2 separate regions of the Capra hircus genome follow, and region 2 is linked to region 1. A link is a contact called in public Hi-C data. All regions are on one chromosome and are shown on one strand. The core of a region is the stretch at or near the end of the contact, and the rest is flanking DNA. Distances in the headings are between cores, read along the strand shown.

Region 1 (2,583 bases), core at 53-2,552:
AAAAAAAAATCCTGTTTTTTGCATCTTAAAAATTAAATTTTAGAGTAAAATTGCCCCAAACTATCTATTTTACACTCCTGAGAATCAAGATTCTCAATAGGATCTTATTTGCTTGGTCTACATCCTAATTTCTTTTTCTAGTATCCAAAGCGGTGGTTCTCAAAGTGTGGTTCCCAGACTAGCAACATCAGCCTTATCTGGGAAATTACTAGAAATGCAAATTCTGAGGTCTCATGAAGGTTCGCAAGTGTCAGCGTGCATCAGAATCATTTGAAAGTCTTGTTAGAACACTAGTGATTAGGCCCTGTCCCCAGAGTTACCGATCCAGTAGGTCTAGTGTACAGTCTGTGAATCTGTATTAGTAACAAGTTTCTAGGCTATGTGGGTGTTGCCCATGCAGGGATCACACTTGGAACATCAGTGATACAGAGCTTCACATTCTACAGTCCAAAGCATCTAATACAGAAAATATGACTGGTTGAAGTTCCAGAGAACAATGTTATAAATTGTACTTACTATGCACTTGAGGTCAGTTTCCATTAAGTTGACTGGTGTCTTTTTTTATAGCCCTATGACATATTCTGGAGCAGTAATTTTTGACTCATGGAAGTTTTGTATCTTTTCCCCAGAAAAACTGGCATTAATCTTTTGTAGGTTGGCAGGTTTTGAACATCTGTTCAATGGGAAAAGACCTCAGAGAGAAGATCTCTTCCTGTTAAATGTAAACAGTGGATAAAGGACAGCTTGAAAGGCAATTAAGCACTCTCCTAGGTGGAAAGAACTAAGGCCTTAGTGCAAAAAGTCTAGAGTAGGGATTGGCAAACTTTTTTGGTGAACAACCAGGTAACATATAATTTAGGCTTTGTGGTCCATAATGTCAGTGACAACTATTAATATTAATCTTTGCCAGTATAGCAAGAAAGCAGCCACAGACAACATAATGGGTGTGGCTGTGCTCTAATAAAACTTTATTTACAAAATCAAGTGGTGTTGGCTCTAGTTTGCTGACACATGGTCTAGAGGCTCAAGTTCTTGCTCTAGCTTCATCTTTAACACACTCTGACCTTCTCAGGCACTCATTGACTTTCACTAGGCCTCTTTAGCAGCTACAAGATAAGTGATTCAACTGCTGATATTTATTTAACTTAACAGTTTATGAGATGGTGAAATGACCATGAAATAGAAAAGCTGAAAAAGTACCAAAGGAAGGTATTATGTTTCTGAACTACCCCTATCTGGTAACTTCATCTAGTTAGCCTGGTCTACAGTAAGCACTTTACTATTTGGTATGGCAAGAGAATATAGCCTTCCGGGCTAGAGTCCAAAAGAGAAATAGAATATAAATAACATATACTTGGAAACTATCCTAAAGTGAAAGGAGATATTCTAACATGTTATTGCCAGACTAGAAATTAGGAGATCTAGCTTCTAATTTACTAGAATGTAAACTTGAACAAGTTCTTCTACTGTTTCAGTCTCAGTCTCACCTATAAAACAAGAGGCTTTGATCCCTACAGTACTTTCTCCACCTAACGCTCTGATGATTCCTACCTTCCAATTTTCTTTTTCATGATTCCAAAATACAACAGAATCCAATTGTTAACGTCACTTACTGAAAGTAAGATATGTAAAACCAGAAGTTAATACAGGTCTGGTTAATACAGCGTATTTTGCTAATTACACAGAGAAAACTAAACAGAAGTACTAGAGCCATTTAACTTCAGGTAGGAGGGTTTCTAATTATAGTTTATAAAATGGGTTCAAATTCTGGCTTTGACACTTATTAGCTATGAGGTCATGGAATAACTACATAAGGTGGAGCAGGGGCCTAATTTCCTCATTCTTAAAATAGACACAATAATATATACAATATGTACCTTAGAAGCTTGTCTTGAGGATTAATAAGTATATGTGAATTTTTAGCACAGTGCCTACCACATGGGCACATGGTAAATATTCATTCATGCATTCAATAAGTAAATGGCATTCTACTGTGCGGACACACACTGGTGGATAAACAAACACAGCCCTGCCCTTAGGAAGCCGACAGTGTAAAATGAGGCAGACATTAAACAACTTGGTAAAAAAAATGCAAACAGATTTCAAGGAGAGAATAACTGCTGGATGAGTCTAATTTAGAACTGGAGAAGTGTGGGAAGACTTCTATGAGGAAGTAGCATTTGAGCTGAGATCTGAAGGAGAGAATTTAGCCAGTGTGGGGGTGGAAGTCAGGGTGGAGGTGGAAACAGAATTCCAGGGAGAGTAAATATTCTGAGTGTATGTAGGCCCGAGGCAGAAGAGAGAAACAGCAGCTATTTTTGTAACTACAAGCACACTGCACTTATATCAAACCGGATTCCTATTTATCCATGACTCAATGGTTAAGTTATTTTATTGATTTGTAAAACTTTTTTTTTTTACTGAATGAAGTAAATCTTCGCTCATATTGTTACTACTAGCTCACTGCACTATGTTACAGATAGACACGCTTGCCTGTTTCACTGGAGTTCCTGGTGGGGAGGGAGGGGTTCAAATGTTATTCAGCTCTCTACCCCCAACCTCAATAATGCCTAATACATAATA
Region 2 (2,583 bases), core at 50-2,549, 120 kb before region 1:
AAAGAATGGCGATCGCGCGTAACTCTGCCGTGCTTAGGCAGGGGCTTCCTTAAGGCTCCCTTCTCCACGTGTGTTGCCAGCTTTGTTCTCGGCGTCCCTACCCCGGGGCCGGGCTTGCGGAGAGGACTTAATGAGAACGACCTTGAGTGAAAGATGGACTCAGGCTGTCCTCCCTGCCCCCGTGGGTGTGCTGGCCCTTGCTTGGGAGGCACAGAAGGTGGGCTGCGTGTTCACCTGCCCTCGCCGAGGACAGCAGGCCAGGTGACCTGCTCTGGGCTCTGCAGGGTCACCTGGAGGGGCTGGTCTGCCTGTGCCGCTCTGCTTACAGAAGTGGTTCTTTAAAATCCCGCGGACTGACTGTGTTGAGAGTTGAGACGTCATCCCGTACCGTTTCTGTTAACCTATTTACGATGAGAATTGTTCAGTAAATTATGAGATGCGTGTCACGCGATAGGCATTGCTAGTGTTCTGTCCCGTAGTGAATGCTGGGGTGCTCCCTGTGTTTGGGGTTTCAGATGTGAGGACACAATCCTCAGTTACTTAGAGCTTACTTTTTTATAGTTTGTTTTTAAAGTGTGCAAGTATATAATATATCTCGACCAAAGTTTGTCATGTAAGGACCAGTTTATACTGAGAGACCATTTAAGCTATTAATGCTTCCAGCTATTACTGATGAAGGAATTCATTGAAAATGTAATTTTCTTTTCCAGAAATATCCTGTATTGCCATACTTGGTTTTAGTACTGAAACAGTTCTTATTACAGAGGGACCTTAATGAAGTATTTACGGGTGGAATTGGTTCTTATAGTCTCTTTTTAATGGCAGTAAGTTTCCTTCAGGTAAGTAAGTTATACCCTGCTAGTGTACGCTAAACATTTTTTGTTAAATAAATCAGCTGGGAATCATTTTGGAAAAAAATTTTACTCAGGCTCTAATTAGAATACTTCCCTTGGTTACTGACAACTTTTCCCTTTAAACCGGATACCTTTTTTATGATTTAGCAATTAAATATTTTAAAATCCCAAGGAAAGAATTTTTTTTTTAATCTCATGTGTTCTAATATTTTTGAGACTTTTCACTACAAATTTTAACACAAAAAGTATGGTGCAGTTTCCATAGGTATACGTAGTAACATAAATGCCAAAAATAAGAATGTCTCTCTAAGCAGTTACTATTCTAAGTGGAGACTTACAATTGAGTCTCAGCTCAGTTGAGACTCGCTGTCTGGGTAAGATGTGTTGGAAGTCTTAATGTCGTCAGTGAGCATATTCATGTGGTACAGCAGTGTTGCCAACTGCCTGACTCTGCTGGTGAGTCAGAATGACTTCCTTGATGTTGGGCCAAGCCGACTCTCTCAACATCCTGGGCAGCTGTGAAATCCAGCCTCCTAAATTATCCCCCACACCCGTGGGCTCCACCTACACCCTTGGGATCCCCCCGCGCCCATGGCGCTTTCGGTTGTCTGTAACAGAAGTACTGTTACAATTAGTCTGCTGTAACTCTGTTACCTGTTGGCTGCTCTGTGAAACCAAAATTATAATAATATTGTTTATAGAAGTTAGAATGTCATTCACTATCCTCACCTTGAATTCAGAAAAAATCCAATGTAAATTTTTTTTTCTTCTCGTTTTAGTTACATCCCAGGGAAGATGCTTGCATCCCCAATACAAACTATGGTGTTCTCTTAATAGAATTTTTTGAATTATATGGACGACACTTCAATTATTTAAAGACTGGCATCCGGATAAAGGATGGTGGTTCTTATGTGGCCAAAGATGAAGTACAGAAAAATATGCTAGATGGCTACAGGCCATCCATGCTTTATATCGAAGATCCTTTACAACCAGGTATTGAATTTAGGTAAATTTATGGACATTCAAGAAGAGGGCATTGGGAATTCCTTGGCGGTCCAGTGACTAGGACTTCGAGCGTTCACTGCTAAGCGGGTTCAGTCGCTGGTTGGGAAACAAAGATCCTGCAAGCCACCCAGCTCAGTCCAAAAGAGGCTTAGTCATTATATTGTACTTTAAACTCTCTTCAGATGAAAAATTAAGGATTAACTTGTAATTGTAGTCATTCTTTTTTCCTCAAGATATTTTATAAGCAAACACATGAACGTAAACACACACACCAGAAAAACACGCTGTATGCTTGCACATGAGTGGAGCTGGGGGTAAAATTTATTTGAGTCTTGAAAGCAAAGGAGAACAGGTATTAGCTGTTTGGGTGGGCGTATGCATCTCCAGTTCGATAGCCATTTTCAGTTCTTCTCTCTTTAGTCCTCACTGCCCCTGAGCCTAACCAGTTGTCAGCCCGGGATGTAAGTGAGGATTCTGAGACACACTACATGTTTCAGAGTTCATGAGAAAGAGGGTACCAAGAGACAGTTTATTTTCCTTTTGGACCCTTCTTCCTTCTTTATTTTTGCATAGTGTGCTTTTCCCAGCTTTATGTTGGCTTGAAAGTGAGTGGAAAATTAATTCCTCCTCTGCTTTCATGAAGCTCTGTGTTGCTTGCTTGTATTCTGATTTTTCTGGACAATATTTTTTCCTTGTGTAATTGTAAAATATTTAGATTCTGCAT

What was found. A called contact is a pair of places that touch in the nucleus more often than the background predicts.
Region 2: a contact with region 1 is called in a Hi-C map of blood, with 4 times the contacts expected there. The contact joins two enhancer-like sites. A contact is called at or near these places in 3 of 5 Hi-C or Micro-C datasets (blood and liver).

Annotation. Positions count from the first base shown.
Region 1 is chr18:18,562,345-18,564,927 of ARS1.2, reverse strand. The region is part of intron 2 of BRD7 (bromodomain-containing protein 7); the gene reads right to left. Among named protein-coding and RNA genes, the nearest start is that of BRD7, 18 kb to the right of the region's middle. Within about 2 kb of position 1,302, at least 1 of the 5 cell types and tissues checked has an H3K27ac peak or open chromatin away from gene starts, as enhancers often do.
Region 2 is chr18:18,681,512-18,684,094 of ARS1.2, reverse strand. PAPD5 (non-canonical poly(A) RNA polymerase PAPD5) reads left to right here. Exons shown (of 12, transcript XM_018061950.1): 6 at 711-839; 7 at 1,634-1,847. Among named protein-coding and RNA genes, the nearest start is that of ADCY7, 38 kb to the right of the region's middle. Within about 2 kb of position 1,299, at least 1 of the 5 cell types and tissues checked has an H3K27ac peak or open chromatin away from gene starts, as enhancers often do.